Regions from separate parts of the Sus scrofa genome. Here region 2 is linked to region 1. A link is a contact called in public HiChIP or PLAC-seq data. All regions are on one chromosome and are shown on one strand. Each heading gives the region's core, a stretch centred on a gene start, on an enhancer-like site or on the middle of the called end of the contact. The rest is flanking DNA. Distances are from core to core; before and after follow the strand shown.

Region 1 (5,919 bases), core at 1,378-3,877:
TGCCCACACCCTGGTCCTTATGGTTTCTTATGCATCTTTCCAGTGTTTCTGCACATACATGCAAGCAAATATAAATAAATATTGTCATTGTCATCCCTCTTTTCATTCTCCAAATTAGCATACTATATACATTGTTCTCTACCTTGCTTCTTTTAACCTAACAATATATTTTTAACAGAAGCCCTTCAGTAGGAAGGCATTTAATGTAAACATGAAACGTGATATTATCATTAAACAAGAAAAATTTGGAGTTCCTACTGTGGTACAGTAGGTTAAGGATCCAGCATGGTCACTGTAGTGGCTTGGGTTGCTGCTGTAGCATGGGTTCGATTCCTGGCCCAGGAACTCATATGGTACAGGCATGACTAAAAAGAAAAACAGAATTAAACAAGAAGAATTCTTAAATTCCTCTCTCAATTCTGTCACTGTAATTATAGAGGCTCAGAGTTGGACAGGATGGGAGAAAATTTGCTAGTCAGTCACCAAATCCATTTCCTCTTTTTCTTGGGCACAGGACATAAGCCTTCCTTGCACCTGGGTGTGGCCATGTAACTGAACTACTTTATAGAAAGGATGTGAGCAGAGCTGAGTGTACCTTCTAGTCCAGCCCTTAAAAACCTCCCCATGCAATCTTCCATGTTCTTTCCCCGTCAGCAGAATAGCAATGCCTAAAGCAGCCTCATAAGCAGCATGTCGAAGACGGCAGGATTATGAGATGGAACGGCCTGGTTCCTTGGCCCACCACTTGGAAAAGAGCCTCCCACCTCAGGAGCACTCATTTCAGATGTTATATGAGTGAGAAATAAATTTCTTGTCATGTCTGAGCCTTAAGACAGTTGTAGGTTTGACATAGAGATTAATACAGCAGTTATTATTTCCTTAACACAGATGACAACCTCAAAGTCCTTCTAGTCCAGTGACTGGCATATGACAGGCACTCAATAAATGTATTTGGATGAATGCGTATTTGAACACCTCTGGAGATAATTAATTCACTATCCCATCCATCAGTTTAATATATTTTGATGAGCTTGAATTATTGGAAAATTACTTATATAGAATTAAAATCTATCACCTTCTAACTGGTACGAATTTGGGATTGTCCTTTTCAGACACACGAAATAAGTCCTCTTCAAGACAAGTCCTGTTCTTTGAATTATTTGATAATACCTCTTCCCATGCTCCCTGTGACAAACTCTCTGGTTTCCAAGCTAGACAGTCTAATTTTTTGTTGTTATTTTATTTGTTTTTGGCTGTGCCTGGGACATGTGGAAGTTCCTGGGCCAAGGATTGAACTCTGAACCACAGCAGCAGTGACAATGACGGATCCTTAACCAGCTGAGCCCCCAGGGAACTCTGAAATGGTCTAATGTTTTAAGTTGTCCTCTTTAGGCTGTAGTTACTAAAGCTCTTATCACCATCTTTACCCTCCTCTGGACACATTTGGGTCTATCATTGGTCCCCATTCAGTGGATACTCAGGACAAAATGTCATATTCTTGGCAAACTGACCTGCCGTTGAGGGTACCAATTAGCTCTCTTAGGACTCCATACTTCAATTAATGCAGATTAATATTATAACAGGCTCTTAGATGGCCATACCACCTAATGACTCATTTTGTTCTTGTGGTCAAAATTCCTACCTCTTTTCTCTCCTCTTCTGGCCCCCAACATACGTACTAATTTGTTAGATGACCTTAGACAAATCACCTCTCTGGGACTCATTTCTCATGTGAAAAATGAGAAGGTTGGACCAGATGATTTCTGAGTTGTTTTTCTCTCCTGCTCTAATATTCTTTGAGTCTAAAACAGGAAGTTCTGGGAGAGCTCACATTGTACTTTTACATAGACTCTTTCATCCATAGCAGTATCAGTTATCTGCCTAGAAACATTAAGCTTGTCAGACAACATGAAACTCCACAGGTAATTTTTCTCAGCTATTTTAAGCTTATATTCACAGAGAGGTGGATGGTTTGTGGTAGATTGTATATATATACTAAGGCACTGGACTGCTGAACCATAGTGGTCAAGGAGGGAGAAAATAAGGAATAGGCAGGAAAAAAATCGGTGAGAGCCTGAGGTGAAGCAGGGTATGGTTTTCTCTGAAGGAATTCTCCATCACTACTTTAACCCAAGGGAGAGAGACCATGAAAAAGGGGGTATACATTTCACTCAGCAGAAAGCCTGGTTTGATGTCTTATCAATTTCCTCATCTCACTTCAGACACTGTCTAAACGTACCAAAAAAAAAAAAAAAAGGCACACACACACGCACACACACAAAAACAGAAAAAAATAAATCTCTTTCAGGAATGGGCAAATAAATGCATTTGCTCTCTGGGGGAATCAAACCATATCTCCATACTCCTTACCCTTGGCCAATTTCTTATAAAATACACATCTTTTATAATTTTAGCTGACTAATTCTTCCTGGTATTTCTGCCTGACAGTCCTCGATCTATGCCTAAGAGGCTCGATCCACTTCCTACCCTAGACCAAGAGTCTACTTATTATTATTTGACCTCTTTTGAAAAACTCATTGCCAGCTTTATAACCCGATCTGGGCACACTCCCCGTTGGGGCCTGCATTTCCTGTGGATGATGCACTGGTTTCCTAGGTGACGGCGGGAAGGAATAGACCTGTTAGCTTGTGGCTTCTGACTCACTCACTGCAATGGACGTCACAGAATCGTGGCTGAACAAGTGGATGCTGATAAAAGCATGGGCTTAAGCCGAGCACTGGTGGTTAAAACCATCCCATTGTACCAGCTCTCCCTCCCACCAAGCAGGCTGACAGACTGACAGAAATAACACATGTGAAAAAACAAGCAACAGATTTGAAACCTCTCTGAACTCTCAGTCCTACAGAAATGCACAGTGGAGTCCTATTTACAACCCCGATATGTTGTTTCTTTCCCTGTTTAGAATCTCCTGTTTTTTCTGGAATGTATGAGTACCAGGATTCTCTAATGAAATATTGCTTGGAGGCTATAGAGGGAGAGGTGGAGACAAGTTGAAACTCAAAAGTCTGTTTACTAAGCTGACATCACCTTTTGATCTTTCACATTTGTTCCCTGAGAGGGGAAAGTAAACTCACAAAGGACTAAAAATTTACCAGAGTCCAGAATGAAAAATACATTCTGTTGGGCATATTTCATGAAGCCTAGAGACAAGTAGCGTGTCACACAGACACACACACCATGCACATGCATGCGTGCGCACGTGTGCGCACACGTGTGTGCACACACACACACAGAAGAGGCAGAGATTAACTTTCTAGCTTCTTCTCTTGCTATCAACTGATCCCAGCAGTGTATAATCAAAGAAGACTTCCTGGAATAAAAAACTGGAAAAGCTCCTTTGTCCTCTACATCTGAACGACTGAAGACTGAATGGATTCTTTCGATTCTTGAATTCCTTAAATGACCAACAAACCTAAAGGTTTCCTACTGGAGATAATGCATCTTGTTTTCCACGGAGCCTTGAGGGATGCTTTAAATAGCATCAGCAAGCATCTGAATGAATTAGACAGCAAATGTAGGTTAGCTTTATTTAGACAGATAAAGACAAGCAGAGAAAGTTGTCTGGTTCAAGGGCAGTGCAGCCTGACATGACAGCATTTCTTGGAGGAGGGGATATTGCTTTGGGAGTAAGAGGTACTTCGGGCAAAGAGCAAAAGTTCCTTGGATCACCAAGCGATGTTAAATTCTTCAGTACTGAGGAGCAGGAATTAAAAATGGCCTGCCACTTGTTGAAGAAAAGATCTATGGATTTAAAATGTAAAACACAACTTGGCATCCTCTTCTCTCTCTCCCATTCCTCGGGTACACCATGAGAAAGGACATTCTTCCCAGAGCATAAGTTGGGGTAGGGAGTTTATGAGACTTCTCTGGGGTGGGCCTTGAGAGCCTCAGCAAGTTCTGAGTCAGGAAAAGGCATCCAGATGGAAGGCCCCTGGAGATGTGGAAGCTCAGAAAGCAGGGAACTGACAAACTGGGGGTGGGGGGGGCATTCACTCACTAAACAAAAATGTAGATGCTTGGAAAAAATTTACAGTCAATAGCTATCATCTTGTAATAGCTTTTAAAGGAGCACAATCTGTAATGATACTGAATCACAATTCAGTACACCTAAAACTAAAATTGTAAGTCAACTATACTTCTGTTTTTAGAAAGCTGCAAATGAATTTTGTTTACTTTATTCTCCCTCTCTCTGTAACCCTTAGATTATTCTCTGAAAATAAACTCCGGGAGTTCCCGTTGTTGCTTAGGGGAAATGAATCCGACTAATATCCATGAAGATGCTGGTTCCATCCCTGGCCTAGTTCGGTGGGTTAAGGGTCCAGTGTTGCCGTGAGTTGTGGTGTAGTTTGCAGATGCAGCTCGGATCTTGCTTTGCTGTGGCTGTGGTGTAGGCTACAGTTCTCATTCAACCCCTAGCCTGGGAACCTCCATATGCCTTGGGTGCGGCCCTAAAAAGACAAAAAAACAACCAAACAAAAAAAGATGAAAAGCAGTGGTCTAGAAAAAGAAATATAACATTCTGTGGTGCTTATGGTTTCTTCTTTTCCTTTCCTAACTTTTGACTGGTTTCTTCTCAATTGAAAAAGCTAAATTATATTTGATATCAGCTTGTAACTCCATCAGTAAATTTGTTTATAAAAGAAAAAAACACTGTCAATTCATAAACATATATTATTTGAATAAATTATATTTCAAATATGTAGTGGTTTGGTAAATAAACCAATTTATACATAATACATTATTATGTTCTGAAGTAACACTGAATTTAGACTTGAAAAAATATTCAGAAAATATAGAAATTTAAATTTGCATTGATTTCTATTTCTCCCATACCTAATTTTTAGATGTTCTCATTTTCAAGGGTCTCATAGCTTCTGAAAATTATACATTTTTATATATCACCAAGGCAGGCATCATAGGGGACATATGTTCTAACCCTGTCACAAAGCAGAATTTAAACTTCATTTTGAATCAGCTGTTTATGCTACCTTCTTCATATTACTATTTATTTATTTGTTTTGGCTTAAAAAAAATTTTTTTTTAATGGCTTCCAATGTATGGAAGTTCCTGGGCCAGGCAACTGAGCTATAGCTGTGGCAATGCTGATCCTTTTTAACCCACTGTGCCCAGCTGGGGATTGAACCTGTGCATCTACAGCAAGCCAAGCCACTGCAGTCAGATTCTTAACCCACTGCACCATGGCGGGAACTGCCATATTTACAACTTATTCACTCATTTTGTGCTTTCTTTCCTTCAAAAGTTATTTACCAATTACCTACTGTGTGCAAACAAAGGGACCATCAGACTTATTTGCTTCGCTTCTTTGTTTCCAAGTGCTTTTCTCTCCCTAGTCAATTTCTCTCAACTTTGTTCACCCCAAATCCATTCACTAGTTACTTGGTAAACTAGTATATAGATTTATAGTTCATCCAGTTGGGAAGTACTGTTTTGTACTGTAACCAAAGTACACAAAACTTTTTAGTTCACTTTCCAAAACTCCATATGCTTTTTTTTTTTTTTTTTGGAGGTATAGCTGATGTTTGATATTATCTAAGTGTACAACATAGTGAATCACAATTTTTAAAGATTATATACCATTTATAGTTATTATAAAATATTGGCTATATTCCTTATGTTGTACTATATATCCTTTGTAGCTTCGTTATTTTATACATAGTAATTTGTTCCTCTCCATATGCTCTTAACTGTTTGTGAGACTGGCAAATCAATTAATCACGTGAAGCCATTATAATTCTAAGAAGGTGGTGTAAAGCCAATTCCTGTACTTATAAAGTAATAAATTCAAAAGACTCATATGCGATCCAATGCCAAGCTTATTTCAGTGTTACATTAACTTTTTCTAAACCCCCTCACCTAAAGCCAATCCTATAAATTTTT
Region 2 (6,137 bases), core at 44-2,543, 230 kb after region 1:
GTACATATTATAACGATGGGGCTCCCCCCCTCCCTGCTCAGCACTTTGGACTGCAGTGAATCGACAAGTTAAATGTAGAATGGATGGGGGGAAAAGGACTCTGAACTTTCTGAAAGTTTACACGATCTTACGTTGGATAAATAAGGAACCAAGAACTAGAAATATGGAAAGGTGATATCATTTTAAGTACATTTCTGACAGTGTTTCTTAGTTTCCTTTTAAAAACCCCTTTATGTTTAGAGGATAATGGGGGTGGAGCTGAGCACATGTGGCTGAGGGAAGTCTTGCGTGGAGGAATGCATTGCCGGCAGGGCCCTACCAGCAGTGCGTTCTCTACAGAGACTCCAAGTTTGTATGTTCATACTCTTCTGAAGAAGGGATTTTTGTTTTGGTTTTGGGGTTTTTGGTGAGACTTCTATGACAACGAAAATTGTCTATAAAGTTCTTGATGTGGTGCCTGCAACATTGTGAGTCGTCAGTAAACATGAGTTTCCTCTCTCCTCATTTTCCTCCTCTTGTTCTTAGCAGCGTCTTTTTGTTTTCCAGGGGGAGCATCTTTGGATGTTATGTTCACATTCAGCCTCAAGGACTGTAGCCTGAGCTTGTGTCTCAGTGGAGATGGAGAGCTGGGTGTGGAGGAGAGGCCAGGCGAACCCAGGCAGGCTCTCCTTTCCCCTGGAATGAAAGCCTCTGGACTGAGGTGGCTTTCATGTCCTTACTGCTCCTGATTTCAGCGGGAGTACGGGACAAGATAACTGAATGAGGAGCAGGGAAGATGGTAGCAGCTATAATCAGCTGTTCATTCTGCTGGCAGGAAGCACCGTCCTCCAGCTTGAAAGGATTTAAGAATAACCTGCAGATTCCCGGGCTCCACTTCAGATACTCTTGAGTCAACCTTAGGTCACCCTGGTGCACATGGTCCAAGAACTGCATGTTGAAAACCCCTCATTCCAAGAAGATCAGTTACACCATTGCTCCATTTTTCTTGGTAGATCATCAGTGTAGCCTAAAGATTAAAACTTCTTTGGAGAATTGTTACCACTCCTTGTTAATTCTGCACCCCTAAACCATGGCTCAGAATTCTTGGCTTGAAGATATGTGTCCCATGCTTGTCCTTATATATAACTCTTAAGCAGTCACATAACACAGAAAACTCTGGCAGTGGCCTGAGATTTATTTGTGAATTGCAGTGTCGACATAATTCTTCATTGACTTTGCCTGCTGAGGGAGTCCTATCTCGCTGTGGTTGGTCCTTCCTGTGGTTTCCGTAGTGTTGGGGAGAATGCTGCAGAAGAAATGAACCCTGTCTAGTTTTGACTCACTCAGATGTGGTGTGTCTTTCGTCTTTCTGAGATGGGATATGAGAGGCATGCCCCGAAGGTGGCAAATCAGACTTCCACACGCATTGCCTTCATTTAACCAATAGCTTGCTCAGAACGTGTATATTACGATGTGCAGTTTTATTCATCAAGGGGATTTTGGGCTCCAGCAGCAAACGGTCTTGATCGGGTGACTTCTGGGCTTTGGGCTTTACATTGACTCCTCCATAGAAGCAAGAGGGTACATCTGGCTGTTAAAAGAATCAGTGGAAATCCAGGTAAGGATTAATTGGAGAAATAGTTCCCTCTTTTCCCTTGGGGTGGGTTTCAGATTTTAGAAAAATTAGTCCTCTGTTTGTAAAGAGCTCAGAACTATTTGTCTTAAGTTTCTTTTTCCTCTGAATTGCTTTGTAGTATTACACTGTATGTCATCATCTCTTTACTGTGAAATTCACCCGCTTCAAAATGTAATTTCATTTTCAAATATTTAAGTATAGGATTTCATTTTTCCTTCTGTGTGTGAAGTTTTTAAAATGAAATAACTATAGTTGCTCAGATACTAATTATACATAGGTTCCTGGTTCAGAACAGAAGTCTCATATTTTTTTGGGGAAGAAGGGCCTTAAAAGTTGGGTGGGGAAAATTGGTGTTTGCATCTGATTTACAAAGCAGTGATGTTATAGATGTGTCAGACTTTTCCTGTATAAAGGCCACATTTTGAGACATCTGTTCTGAGGAAGAAGCTGTGCGATCTCTCCCCCTGCCACTCCTCCCTGTTTTCTCCTGGTGAGACCAGCTCTGCTCCTCTCCTCGGGCAGGGGATTCCGCCTGTGTATGTTCAGTGCAGTGGCATTTTTCTTGAAGAAGTGACTAAGGCTTCTTGGATGAATTCCCTCTTTGAAAGAGGTGGTAGAATTGCATCAGAAAGGCATTTACAGTAAATGGCTCCCCCCCCCTTCCTGTAATGACCACATATGAAAGAATGCATTAATTCTTGTTTTGAGGAAATGAGAGTTGTAGAGCTCTGTGAAAAATTCCCTTTTCATCATTAATTAACTAGTTGAGAAGAAAAATTCTAAACTCAGAATCACTTTGTGCTATCTAAATAAATGACACAGAACTATAGCTTTTCACTCCATGTCTATATGGAGTAACCAATCCTCTTGAATTCAGAAAGTGGAAATAATGTTGAATATGGCTATAGTTAATGACGTACGTCTCAATTCATTTTTTATAGTCATTTGCCATGTTGAATCAGTATTTTTCTCAGGGATGTTGCTGAATTTGTCTTCAGGATTTGCTTCTCTGTGATAGACTGAAGGCTAGAAGGAAACGCCCATAGGTCATCAACCAGGGGTTTTCATGGGAGCAGTGCCGCCCCCTAGAGGGCATAGTAGAAATCTGGGACCCTGTTGGATCCTGCAGTGGTAGGGCATTGGATGGATGGGAATCAGATTTTAAATGTCTCACAGTGGAAAAGACAGAAAGTGTTGACCCGTCTCCCACATGAGTTTCAGCTATCCTGTTGGATATTCACGCAGTGAAAAATTAGTTTATAATTATCTGAGCCTAGGCTTAAGCCCGTTTTATATAAAAACACAAATGTTTTCATACTTTTAATATACACAGAATATATTCACTTTCATTTCTGTTGTCCGCCTATTCCTTTCTTTTGTTTTCCTGTGCTTTTAATATGGGACTCTTCTGATTTGACTTCTCTTAATTCAAGTTTATTCTTTATATAAGTAAACAATATGCATCTATTTCATTACACAGTTAATTGGACCTGAAAATTGTTTACATATTGAAATATTATTAAAAATTGTTTTTCTTTTTAGGTTCTCCTTTACATTACACATAGAGTATTATATTGATGTTTTAAAAACAATATGGGAGTTCCCACTGTGGCTCAGTGGTTAATGAATCCGACTAAAAACCATGAGGTTGTGGGTTTGATCCCTGGCCTTGCTCAGTGGGTTAAGGATCTGACATTGCCATGAGCTGTGGTGTAGGTTACAGACGCGGCTCGGATCCCGCATTGCTGTGGCTCTGGCATAGACCAGCAGCTACAGCTCTGATTCGACCCCTGGCCTGGGAACCTCCATATGCCGCGGGTTCGGCTCTAGAAAAGGCAAAAAGACAAAAGTAAAGTAAAATAAAATAAAATAAAATGTATACGAGTTAATATTTATCAATGAATTTTATTTCAGAATAATAAATAGGGCATTATGGAATTTTTTGGTTATAAAAAGAAGGCTTTCAGAGTAGTGGGGTTTTGAACCAATGATCCCATTCCTCTTTCTAGTTACGGGGAGGACAGTATGCAAATCACTCAGATGGGAGGGGCGTTTATCTTGTAGGTGAAGTTCTCCGGGGAAGATTTCACATGTACTTCATTAACATGTCTTAGTGTCTTGAAGTCTTCCCACCAAGCCAGCTCTTATTAATACTTTCCAGGAGTCTTCATTGTGTCACTCTACACACACGACCTTTGTTTTCTCCTGTCCTGTAGGAAAGGACAGACAAGGAATGGAGAGAAGCTTACAGATCATCCTGTAAGCTAGTAGAGGAGTTAAAAACAGGCTCAGATTTTCTTGAACAATGGGGCTTCATGTCTCTGTCTCCCTCCCATGAGCATGTTCTATGTGTGCTGTTTTGAATTTCTGACTGTGCTATAAATATACCACATCTTAGGTAAGGGATTGTCTGTGCCACAGGATGACGTCATCAGAGTCGTAGCTTTGAGGTCAGAGTACCCAGGCGCACACACGTGGTATTCACTGACCCTTGGGGTCTGGGGCCACATTTTTAATTCCAGAGCACCTTTTCTTGATGGTCGTTGTTCTTTTTTTGGTTGTTGTCTTTTTAGGGCCCCACCCACGGCATATGGAGGTTCCCAGGCGAGGAGTCAAACTGGCGCTATGGCTGCCGGCCACAGCCGCGGCAACTTAGGATCCGAGCCACATCTGCAACCTACACCACAGCTCACGGCAGTGCTGGATCCTTAACCCACTGAGAGATGCCAGGGATCGAACCTGCATCCTCATGGATGCTAGTTAGATTTTTTTCCACCAAACCATGATGGGAACTCCTGTTGTTGTTCTTATGTGGGTGTAATTATCAAATATTTTTTAGGAGCACTAATAAAGGTTGTCTTGGGGGTTCTCAATGAAATAGCTTTATTCCTTTGAATTTTCTGTTTCTTCCAGGGTCTTTTAATTGTTTATTTTGGTTTTCCACTTTCACACTGCAGGGTTTCTTTAAATGGATCTTTATCCTTAACTGTTCATTCATATAAAGATGATGTGGCACTCTGTATGTGTGGCTGCGTATTGCCACCGGTAGCCTCCTTCTGGTGGCACAGAGCCAGCCCTCGTGTTGGAGACTTGCTAAGTATCAGAGTGAGGAGGGCTTGACTTTGGGGTTCTCAGACTAACAGATGCACTAGCTGTTTAGTTCTCCCAGACATTTTGTTTAATTTCTTAAGAGAATCATTTCCCTTTTTAAAGTTTTTGTTTTTGCCTGGGGTCCTATAAGGTTTGTTGTTTCTTATAAAGATAGGACTTAGGCATGGAAGTAACAGTTGTTGATACTCAGACTTTTCAGTTAATCTTCTCCTTTCCACTCGTGTTGTCCTTTCTGGCCCATATTGTATGTACTTGCTTTTTCTGAGTCTGGAGCCTCTTTCCCTGGGTAAGTCACTTATCGCCCTCTTCAGCAGCAGCTCTCCCTCTGAGGCTGTAAGCTCTGTCAGCTAGTATTTCCTCATCCTTTTACAGCTTCAGATATTTGTTGAAACCTCTCAGGCCCATGATAGTCTTTGAATTGTGGTAGGTATGTATACTTTTTTATAACTGTGATGGGATCTTTCATATGCCCTGACCACCATTTTGAAATGGTGTCTTAGTTCAGGCTGCTGAAGTACCATAGACGGGGTGGCTTAAAAACAACAGAAGTTTATTCCTCACTGTTCTGGAGGCTAGTTTATAGGGAGTTGTCTTCTCGCTGTGTCCTCATGTGGCGAAAGGGGTGAAAGAGCTCTTTAGGGTCTCTTTTATAAGAGCTTTAATCTCATCCATGATGCCACCACCTTCATGACTAATCACCTCACAGAAGCCCCACCTCCCAATACCATCAAAGTAAGATTTCAGGAGTTTCCCTCATGGCTTAGCAGAAATGAGTCTGACTAGTATCCATGAGGATGCAGGTTCAGTCCCTGGCCTTGCTCGTTGGGTTAAGGATCTGGCATTGCTGTGATCTGTGGTGTAGGTCACAGATGAGGCTTGGATCTCACCTTGCTGTGGCTGTGGTGTAGGCTGGCAGCTACAGCTCTCATTCGACCCCTAGCACGGGAACCTCCATATGCTGCAGTACGGCCCTAAAAAGACCAAAAAAAAAAAAAAAGATTTCAAGATATGAATTTGGGGGAACACAAACATTCAGTCCAAAATACATGAGAAGGCCTTTCATTTGTTGATTTATCCAAGGCATATCTGAAGAGTTAAATCAAAAATGCATTTAGCCAGGGAAAAGTTTAGATGCGGGCACAGTAATTGCAGTGGGTCTTGGGTCTTGGAGATTGATCCTCAAAATAACTTGACTGGGAAGAAGCAATGAGATGATGTGATTATACAAAGATGTGCTTCACAGCTATGGAAGCTGTAGTCATTCGTCATAGAGCGCCCTAAGACACTCTTCTGGCTTTGTTGCCAGAAGAAACAGTGCATCTTGTAAAACATCCAACTTAGTCATTTGAGAAAAATTGTAGAAGTAGTGGTTGTTCCTCATCTTCAATACGAGTATGAATGTGCATGTGCT

What was found. HiChIP or PLAC-seq counts read pairs in DNA pulled down with a chosen protein or histone mark.
Region 2: a contact with region 1 is called in an H3K27ac HiChIP or PLAC-seq map of alveolar macrophages. The contact joins two enhancer-like sites. A contact is called at or near these places in 1 of 47 Hi-C or Micro-C datasets (embryonic fibroblasts) and 1 of 2 datasets of contacts at active chromatin or transcription factors (alveolar macrophages).

Annotation. Positions count from the first base shown.
Region 1 is chr18:17,733,319-17,739,237 of Sscrofa11.1, forward strand. The region is part of intron 2 of MKLN1 (muskelin); the gene reads right to left. The region is part of intron 4 of LOC106506781 (a long non-coding RNA gene); the gene reads left to right. Among named protein-coding and RNA genes, the nearest start is that of MKLN1, 96 kb to the right of the region's middle. Within about 2 kb of position 2,628, at least 28 of the 83 cell types and tissues checked have an H3K27ac peak or open chromatin away from gene starts, as enhancers often do. A contact at or near this core is called in alveolar macrophages, where this site is marked.
Region 2 is chr18:17,960,883-17,967,019 of Sscrofa11.1, forward strand. No RefSeq gene overlaps it. Among named protein-coding and RNA genes, the nearest start is that of MIR29B-1, 76 kb to the right of the region's middle. Within about 2 kb of position 1,294, at least 16 of the 83 cell types and tissues checked have an H3K27ac peak or open chromatin away from gene starts, as enhancers often do. A contact at or near this core is called in alveolar macrophages, where this site is marked.